Regions from separate parts of the Mus musculus genome. Here region 1 is linked to region 2. A link is a contact called in public HiCAR-type data. All regions are on one chromosome and are shown on one strand. The core of a region is the stretch at or near the end of the contact, and the rest is flanking DNA. Distances in the headings are between cores, read along the strand shown.

Region 1 (5,024 bases), core at 2,017-4,516, 140 kb before region 2:
GATAAACTTGATGAGAAAGGCCTATCCATATCATAAATAACGGCACAGCTAATAATGTGTGGTGGAGGTTACTTCTCCCACGTTGGCCACACTGCTGTGCGCGTGCATATGCTTTGAAGCCCCTCTTTTGACTCTGTGCACTCATGGCTTAAGAATTCAGTACCACAGCTCTCTTGCAAGTCTGCTCCACATCCTGAGGAAAGGCTGTCTGTCATCTTAAATACAGCCCTGGCTCACAATGTTTTTCAGTATTAAAGGGCACCGGTTGTTGATGCAAAGCCTTGCCAACCTGCAGTTTCTCAACTTCTGTTTTGGGTCAGATTGCAATGAACCATTGTTGGATTTTATGCAATGTGATTTATAATGCTTCCCCCCCCCAAAAAAAAAGGAAAACTAAGTTTTAGAAGTTCCCAAAGGATAATAAGAAATGCTTGGATGCCTTGGGTGGGGACAAGGTGTGGGCTGGAAGAAGAAGGCAAGTTCCCATGTTTGGCCTGTGGTGTCAGTGTTGTGGGAAAACACTCAAGTCTTTGGTCTTGAGTGCTTCCCTGGGACCTCTCTAACAGACATGGAGGGATCTCTCTGCCTGCCTGTCTTGGAAGATTGCCTCCCTTCCAACTTTGCTCCTGTGTATTGTGGACATGCTTCTGATTTGTAATACAAAGCACCTCCTTGTTTGATTTCTTGGACTTGGTGTGAGATTGTTTTCTTAAGTGGTAGATTTTGGGTAAGGCTCAAAACTCTAGGTCTTCAAAGAGATTTTTTTTCCTCCTACTACATTCGGGGGAAAAAAAAAAAAAGAAATCCTCTCCTGCTATATTGTATCCAGAGACTTTTGAAAAACAAACAGACAAAAAACCCCAGCAACACCTACAGCCTTGGGTAGAATAACTTCTTCAGGTGGGGTGTAGAATGAGTACAGGTCTGGCTGGAGCCTGTGGTTTCTTCTACTCTAAAAATATTCTGCTTTTGCTTAGATTATATATTTTTACAATCTAATGGAGCTATAAAACCATGCCATGGGCTTGATTTGTATAACTGCTATGTCGGGTGTGATAAATGTTAATGTAATAATATTGATTCCTTCTTTCGGCTGCATCATTGTGGTCTGGTTAAAATGATAAACAGCCATTAATTTTGCTTCATTTGCAGAGGTGTTTTATTATCAGTAGAAGTTTGGCTACCCGCGTACACTCTCAGCACCGGGAGCATATGAACGGTTCACGTAATCTTGGGTAGGTTTAAGGTGGCTGCTTTTGGGTCCTTGTACCAATATTTCCATCGCCTCCCAGGCCCAGTGGCTTCTGTGAGACTTTTTCAACTCAAGACACTCATGGGTAGTTTCAAATCACCTCATGAAGCGGAAAGATGGGACTTTGTTCTTGCTTCAACAAATTCTTTGTACTTAAAAGAAAGGCGAGATCTTGCTTAACAACACAGAAACATTTCTTGATAAGTATGTGTAAGTTTTATGAATCAAGTTAGTTGAATGAAGCACTTTGAGATGAAATAATATCCGTTCAGGGAAACTCCAGAAGTGGGGCCCAGGGGCTCCTGCCAATGCTCTGTCTCTTTCTCTACACACTTGCTCCTTGAAAACCAATGTTCTTGGGTTCTTCCCTCCTACCCTGATGGGGGAATAGCAAGATCAATGGGTGTTCAGCATATAGGGTGTGTGATTGGTGTTGGCAAAGACCTACATAACCTATGGCGAGGTAGACCTCTCAAGTCAAGGTCAAACTTGGCACAGTGATGTGCAAAGACTTCTTTGGTTGGAATGGAGGAGGACCTGTTTGAGACCCCCAAGAAATGAAGGCTGCCCTCACCCTCAGGGCCACCATACTACACTCTGCTCTTGCAACTTTCTTCATTCTTCCACTCACGTTCTTTCCCGGTCCCAGCCAGGAGCCATCTCTTCTTTCTCATTGCCCACAGTGCTCAAAGCATACTGCTGTGGTGACACATGCCACCTCTAACATTCTGCTGGGCTTCTGTGCCAGCCCTCTCTGCCCCCTGCGGACATACCTAATATGGGTACTTATGGGCATACTAAAGATAGCCTATTAGGGTACTTATGGGCTATCTTTAGTATGGGCCAGCCATGTGACAAGTCATTTCCCAGAGTGGTCTAAGACTAGACTCGAACTGAGAAAGTCAGTTAGGTGGGTAGGATGGGAGGGGCTGGCCACTGAGTGGTACCCATTCCACAACTCTCCCTACTCTTGCCATCCCAGACATCTCCTTTGTGTCTTCCTTTCTCTGTGCTTCTGTCTCCATCACTTATTCCTCTCCCTGTGTCCTCCTCATCCTTTCCTCTCCCTGACCTTTCTTCTTCCCCTATGTCATCTTCCTTTTTTCCCCTTCTCTACTGCCCACCTCCTCCACTCTTCTGTTTCCTTTCTTCTTGTCCAGTAGCTGTTTGTGTTCTTGCTCTCATCAGAAGGTACTAGAGAATCACAGAGCCTGCACTCCATTTTCTTAGTATGCCAAACGGAGCTGATGATATCCTTTGGGTGGGTGGTAATGATCGCTGTGATGTATTTTGGGCCTTGTGTGTGAAGTAGGATTGGAAGGAGGTGGCAAGGTCTGTCTCTGTCATGTGCCAAAATAAAACACACTTGGTGTTGGACCCCATTGAAAGAGATGCTGACTTATGAGGGGTCTCTGTGACCCTAAGAGGAAGATTTTTTGGCTCAAATGTGGATTTTCAAGAACAAAATCTTATGAACAGCCAGTCTTAGGGGTTGGAAGGATATGGACAAGGCTCTGCCACCCTTTGGCTCTGTGGTCAGAACCCTGAGCAATTAAGGGCCCCTTTCAGGATCCTCTCATTGTAGCTAATCTTTGTGAGCCAGCTTAACCATACATAACCAGGATTATGTATGAGGTTGCCTATGAAGCACCAGTGGGCGTGCCTTGACACAGGTCTGGGTCTCCATCAGAATGTCTTTTTCCTTAACTGCACATTCCACTCGTGCTTTCTTACCCTGCCCCTGTTAAGAAAAGCCATTGAAATCAGTCCAAGCATCATTTTATGCTGGGGAAAGAGAAGTTTTTTTCCCCTCTTACTTATTTAAGGATTTGGCTCTAACTTTGACTTAGGAAGTACCTTGTCTCATAGTTCAAGACTGTGTTATCACCCGTGGCCTGCAAGGACATCAAGAGGAATGAGTATTGTTTGTTTACAACAGCCACTTTAGCTTTCTGCAAAGAATATCTGTATCCTCTCTGATTCATATTCAGAGAGAGTGCCAGATGCAAAGGAGTTGGGTTGTGCTAGTCTAGTTGCTGTTTTGGTTGGCCAATAGTATGGCATCCTACTTCCCCACCCCTACCCCCTTCTGATTACAGCCAGTGATTGCATAACATTTGTAGATCACAATTATTATTTCGTTCTCTTTTTTTGGAACACTGGCTGAGACATGTGGCTCAGGAGGAATCCTTGTGGATGCCTAAAACCCTAAGGGAATTCAAGAAGAAAACGGTTCCACCTAATTTCTTCTGGCTAGGCCTGTATTTAATTTTACAAGAGAGATATTGGTAAATTCTAATTTTAGGAATTAGATGGCCTTGTTCAGTTTCCCCTTAAAACCAAATTCAAAGAAAAAGTTGTTTGGGGTGGTTAGATAGACCTTTAAAATAACATGATAGGATGTGGCTTGTATTTCCATAAACTCTGGGTGTGTCTGGGTAAAGCTCTCCAGTATGTATAGTTTCCTGGAGAAATATGTGTGTGTGTGTGTTTATAAATATTTATATACTTAATTTAAATAGTAGTGATGATACCAGGAGTGTATCAGGATCTGGTTTTATTTATTGTGTCTACAGATGGATTTATCTTAGATTTCCCTCCTTAGTGATCTTGTAGTTTTGACTTGTGAGCTCCCCTTCTGTGGACGGCATCTGTGGAATCCTTCCCAGGCTGGTTAAGGGTGTTTCTTTGCAGAGTTTCTAGTTGTTCTCACCTGGCTTTCCAGATCTCTTTGATGTGAAGCCACACAAGTTAACCACTTATCACAAGGGTACTTAGACTTGGTCTTAGAATGGGTTTTATCTTTGAAAGCCAAATGGAAGTTAGATCCCAGCTATGAATTTTCTTAGTGTTTTCTCTTTGTTTATACAAGGCCCATACTTGAGATGGCATCTTGAATAAGTATTTAGTGGTTCTGTGAACATTTCCATTTTACATGTTACCATAATTTTAATGCATGTGCTCAAAAAATGCACACATTAAGTGAAAGAGTGTTGAGGGGAGGAGCCTAATGCAAGTCTGCCCTTGTAAATAGTCAGTTTGATACCAACTACAAAAAGATTCTGCAAGACTGTTTAAGGCTATGGGCTCAATCTTTTGCTTTCCTCCTATATTCTCACCCTTCTGCCTTCTGTCATGGTATGAAGCAGGGAAAAGATCTTCACCAGATATGGCTCCCTGGATCTTTGACTTTGTGGCTTATGAATGAACCCTGAACTAAACAAATTTCTACTCATTGTCTTAGTTACTTTTCTGTTGATGTGAAGAAGTAACAAGTGAGGACATGGCTTCTTTTGACTCACAGTTTGAGGCTCCCATCCCTTGTGAGTGGGAAGCCACAGTAGGAGGAGACTGGTCCCGTAGAATCCATAGTCAAAATGCAGAGAGGATGTTCATGTTCAGCTCCCTTTCTCCTATATACCAGGCCCAGGGAATGGTGCTGCCCACAGTGGTAGCATCTATCCACCTCAATTAACCTAACCAGGATTATCCCCTACAGGAATGGCTTCAAGGCCTGGTTCCCAGGTTATCCCAGATTATCTTATCAAGTTGACAATCGAGATTAATCATCACAACTGTTTTAAAATTAGTCTGTACAGTATTCTGTTATAGCACCAGAAAATGAACTGAGGTGCATGGTCTCTTAGCTCTCATTTCTCCCAACCTTTGGGTCCATTATCAAACCCTTAGTTATTATTGGCCATTAAACCCAAACACTTGGCTTTCATACCCACATTCTCCTGGGCTTCCATTGTATCAACACCTGCTTGCT
Region 2 (5,323 bases), core at 1,465-3,964:
TCATGAGAAAACATGTTCCATGATCCAAACTACGACATATATGTGAACTTCAAAATTACGTCCATTTATAAGACTGGGTTTATCTGTGCCACTTCATTCAACCACAAGGCATTTATTTTCTCTGAGCCAGGATTAGATGAGCTCATTCATTTCCCCCTAACTAGTAGCCATCATCATGTACACATGTGCTCACACATGTGCAAACACACATCTGCACGCTCACAGTTAAGGGTTAAAACTTTATAGCCTAGGGGATTTTTAAGCAGGAGAGGGAGCATGAAGACACCAAATGTTAAGATGCCTATAAAAACGATTACATCTGCTCTCATAGAAATAGGCACACCTTTAAAAATTGTACTTTGAACAATTCCTCCTCCACAGAAGAGCTTGTAACCACTGCTAGCCAAGTGTTGGATCTTTGCGTTGCCTATAATACAAACCCAGGATGACACTGGTTCATCTTCACCCTAACTATAGATCTCGGTTAGGGGACGTGATTTATATGATCTTGCAAAGTGGAGATTCTATCGAGTGTGACTGTGTGTATGCACGTGTGTAAATTCTGTGGGATCCAAAGCACAGCCATGACATATAAAAATTCCCCGATCAACTAAGCCTGGGAAAGTCTAGGAGAAGCTGGGGTTTACATGTGTGTGTGTGTTGGGGTTTACATGTGTGTGTGTCCTGACGACTCTGAGAGTGTATATGTGTGTGTTTGCATGTTCACCTGCATACATCTGTGTTTACGCATGTGCTGATGAGCTTGTGTGTGAGTGTGTGTGTGTTAGCATACTCACGTGTGTGTCCATGTGTGTGTATGTGCTGGTTGGTGACTGTGTGTGTCTATTTGCATGTTCACATGTATGTATGTATGTATGTATGTGCTTAAATGTATGCATGTGCTGAAGGCCGTTTGTGTGTGTGTGTGTGTGTGTAGGCCAGAGCTTGTCACTGGCCATCTTCCTCCATATTCTTTACTTTATCTGCTGAAGATGGGATTCTCACTAAACTCAGAGTTTCCCAGTTCACCAGCTTGCTCTGGAAATCACGCCTTGTCTTCACCCCCTGAGGCCTAGGACTACAGACAGATTGCCAGGCCTGCCCCATTTATGAGGGATAGGGCTCTAAATTCTAGTCCTCATGCCAATACATCAAGCACATTACTATGTATGTATGTATGTATGTATGTATGTATGTATGTATGTATCATCTATCTATCCATTAGTCTCTTTCTACATACACATGCATATATACATTATTTATATTACATATACATACATATGTGCACATATATTTTAAACCCCAGCTTCTCCTAGACTTTCCCAGGCTTAGTTGATCGGGGACTTTTATGTGTGTCATGGCTGCGCTTTGGATCCCACAGAATTTACACATCATAATTTGGGAAGTGCTAGCCCAGTCTACGCCCTTTCACCCATCACATCAGAAAAGGTTATTTCCCTGTAAGCTTCACATCTGCTCTGACTCTGTCCAGTAGCCATTCAAATGACCTAAACCTTGGAAATCATTCAGAGGGTGGGGTCAATGGCAGTCTTGTGCCCGAGTGCTTCAGACTGCATTAAACTCTTAGTGCAGGGTGGCAGGGCACGGTATTATCCTACACTGTGTCAGACTGCCCTGCAGCTTGGCTCTCAGACGACATCCAAGTCTAAGTTCTGGGTATAAAGCAACAGAGCTTAAAACACAATCATAACCGTGGTTCTTCTGGAAAGTTCTTGGGGCCACAGAGATCCTTCTGGGGCGTCCTCCTGCTTGGTCCTCTGCCTCCTGTTCAATCAGCCGATCCTTCTGCCGCTAGTGGTGGGTGCTGAGCACCAGGCGCGACGTTCACTGCCCATGCAGCTGACTTCTGAACCTGACACAAATATACATAAATCAAGAAAATCTAGAATTAGACATAAAAGCAAATTGGGGTCAGATCCTGGTTAAGTTTGAATTGGTAAGCGTACGAGTTAAAGTTGTATTCAGTGGTTAGAGGACAGCCACTCAAAACAGGACTTACGCCAGGCATGAGAGCCTTCTGGAGAGCAGGTCGCCTTCTGTGCTCCCAGGCCTTACTGTAGAAACAGAGGTATGTAAGGACTTGCCTAGGCATGTGCATATCTGAGGACCCACTCCCGAGGGTGACCATATCACAGAACCCACTCACTTCATGAAGGATGGACATTAAAATAAAATAAATCCTCCAAGCAATGAAATTCTGTCACCTGAAACTCTAAAGTCTCAGACTGCTTTCTGAAGTTTTTACTTTTGCTTTGAAACAAGCCCTCCTCAGTATGTAGCCCAGGCTGGCTTTGAACTCATGACTTTCCTGCCTCAGCCTCCCAGGTACACTGGGAGGATAGCATGTATATAATCATGTCATATCAGATGCCTTTCCTGTGCTTGTGGCCTTCTGCGTGTTCTTCCAACAACTTTCTCCCAGAAACTGTTTGGAAAGGCTGACAGCATAACCCTCAAGGCTTCCTGCCATGAAGACAGACAGTGTCATTCCAGAGTTGGCTTGGAGCAGCACTGGCCAAATGCCAGTGGACGCTGTCCTTCAATCCAACTTGTCTGGGATCAAGCCAGATCAGTTCATGGAATGGGCTCTACATCATCTTGGGTCCTGAAAACAAAACCAGAGTCCTCTAATGCAAACCCAGAGGGAAGAAAAGAGGACAAAAGAGAGAGACCATATAAGCCAGGGAGAAGGGAACTCTCCTCTCCTAGGGTTTGAATTGTATCCATTAATTTTCAGTATCTAGCCCAGACACAGCCCCTTTGCCACGCTCATGTTACTGCTCCCCCTGGTGGACTTCTTCTTAACTGCAGGCACATGCTTTTTCTGGTGGGGCCTTCCCTGTACCCCCAGAAGGAGGAAGGTAGCCTGAGACCTTCATTCACCCTTCTCAACCTCTAAGGTTGAGAAAGGACCTGCAGTTCCCCCTCTGGGCAGTTTGCCTTTGCTTTGATATGTTAGTAAGCACACATCCTTCTTTTGATTTAAGATGCCCTGCAAAATTATAGGGCCTCTAATTGCTCCTGAGTGACACAAGAGTTCAGACCAAGGTAGGGCACGATATCCTTCCTGTTGACAAGCTGACAACCATTTCCTGAACATGTCAGGAGCAAAGACATCTTCAGAGGGGCAGATAAAAGTCTGTGCTCTCCCATCCTGCCATGGAGAGAGGAGGGAGCAAATTGTTAGAAAAGGCTTCCTAGCATCACCTTTGTGTAGTGAGCGTGCTTGATTCTTGCCTTTTCCTTCCTCTTTTAACCCCAGTTTAGTCCATCAACATAAATTTAACTTGTTCCCTTAGATGAATTTTAAGCCATACCTACCCTTTTCCTACGTATTTAAAATCCATTCTTGTTCATGGTAACATATACTGTTTTCCCACCCTAGAAATCTTAGAAAATATTCTTTCTATCCTTATTAGTCTCTGTCTCTTCTCTCTGTGTGCATGCACACACACACACGTGTGCATGTGTGTTCCTAGAAAAGATGAGGTCCTATACAAGCCAGCCATGCCCTCTGCCACTGAGCCACACACTAAGATCCATGCTTGTATTTCTCCACGTTTTTCATCCATCAGCTGTTCAGCACATCCTAAGAGACATAAAACATTTATTTTTCGCTAGACTCTCTCCATTCTCCAGAATGTGCCGACCAGTCCCTTGTTTCCATTTTAAAAGTTCATGGATAGATAATTGTCTGAGAAGGGTGACTTGACTGCCACTCTGGGATGAAGAGAAGGACTGGAGGGTTTGAATCCTGGCACAGTCTATCGGATCATCAAGATTTTACAAAATCTATGTACTCTGGGGCTGGAGAGAGGGCATGATGGTTGAATACACACTGCTCTTACAGAGAGCCCAAGTTGTGTTTCTGGCATCCATGTTTGACAGCTCCAGGACACCTGAGGCATCTCTCCTCTGGCACCTGCTCTGTATAACCCACGGGATGTGCATAACTCATTAATATAGCCCATGCATGTGCTCACAAATGATTTAAAACAAGATTAACCTTTAAATAAACCTGTATCCCCTTTCTGTGCCCTGAGCTCTTCATTTCAAAGAATGAGTAATAATTCTTGACTCTTGGAGTATTAAATGGTAACAGGTAACTCCTGCTATGGTATATAACACACCCCTCTCCCCACTCAGAAAAATGCCTTTGCTTGGCTCGGATATTACAAAGGGACTGCTGTGAAGAGTGTATAGACCAGTGTAGTCCAGGAAAGGTTAGATTCATTGTCTGCGTGATAGACAGTTGTGTCTTCAGTTAGTCATGGGTTTCTTGATATGAAGCAAGCATTACTAAAGGGGTATCTCCATTCCATAAACACTCCTGGGGCACAGATTCTCTGCGGACATCTGGGGGGGGGGGGCTTAAGTAAGCCCAGCCTCAGTCCTCCTGTAACTCAGTCAAAGTCAAAAAGGAGAACACAGTCTCTGTCACAGTGCATCGTCAAGAGGGGTGTCCCCAAACCTCCTGAGATGAAAAGCTGAGGAAGATCAAAGAAGCATGCCTTACTTCCAGGCAGAGTACATCAAAGGCAGCCGCATCTCCCCTCTTTCTGCAGCCATATTTGCATCTCCTCCAGGATTCCCATCACCATAGATGGGTACCACAGTGTGTAAAAGGAATTGAGAATTCTAGCTAGCTCATATAAAAGAGTCCAGGTATTTTATTTACAAGCTGTAAGCCTAGATTGGGCAGGTTTTAGAGCTATTTTGACTTACATCCCAGCTGTATGTCCCTTGTTACTTGCTGTTTCTCCTGGCCACATGCTCAACCAGCAACCCTAGGCAGGTAACTGAAAATCCGCCTATCTCCATTTACTGCCCAATCACAGGTGTTAGCCTTTTATTTACCAATTAACTTGGGGAGCAAGGTTACATAGAATCACTTGGTGTACTCACATGGGACAACCTGATCTTGGGGACAGTATTTAGCATTTGAATACATAGCAACATCAGACCAACCGCATACAACTTGTGCTTGCCGAGGACTTAGGAGAGATGGCGTCTAGACTTGTCCTGACTTTCTATCACCAGGTAGCCACCAAGCTTCTTACTTTCATCTTCCTTACATCCCTCCCTGAAGTTCTTCATCCTTCTAAATGAGATGAGTCCCCATACCCCCTTGCCTCAGCATCTGCTGTAAGTTAGGACAGAGTTTGAACAACCCAACAGCAAATGTTCTTCTAATTCATCAACACCCACTGTTGCTGCTACCACCCACACTGGCATCTTCCCAGCTGGGCTTCCTATCCAGTCCTTCTGTGATGGAGTGGTGGTTCTCAGGGCTTCAGACCTT

What was found. HiCAR-type assays count read pairs that join an accessible place to other places.
Region 1: a HiCAR-type map of fibro-adipogenic progenitors shows a contact between it and region 2, with 3 times the contacts expected there. The contact joins two enhancer-like sites. A contact is called at or near these places in 1 of 15 datasets of contacts at CTCF or cohesin (the NIH/3T3 cell line), 1 of 484 Hi-C or Micro-C datasets (regulatory T cells) and 2 of 115 datasets of contacts at active chromatin or transcription factors (embryonic stem cells and fibro-adipogenic progenitors).

What each region holds. Positions count from the first base shown.
Region 1 is chr10:8,464,428-8,469,451 of GRCm38.p6, reverse strand. The region is part of intron 1 of Ust (uronyl-2-sulfotransferase); the gene reads left to right. Among named protein-coding and RNA genes, the nearest start is that of Ust, 52 kb to the left of the region's middle. Within about 2 kb of position 3,266, at least 24 of the 459 cell types and tissues checked have an H3K27ac peak or open chromatin away from gene starts, as enhancers often do. A contact at or near this core is called in fibro-adipogenic progenitors, where this site is marked.
Region 2 is chr10:8,320,887-8,326,209 of GRCm38.p6, reverse strand. The region is part of intron 3 of Ust (uronyl-2-sulfotransferase); the gene reads left to right. Among named protein-coding and RNA genes, the nearest start is that of 4930573G07Rik, 110 kb to the right of the region's middle. Within about 2 kb of position 2,714, at least 34 of the 459 cell types and tissues checked have an H3K27ac peak or open chromatin away from gene starts, as enhancers often do. A contact at or near this core is called in fibro-adipogenic progenitors, where this site is marked.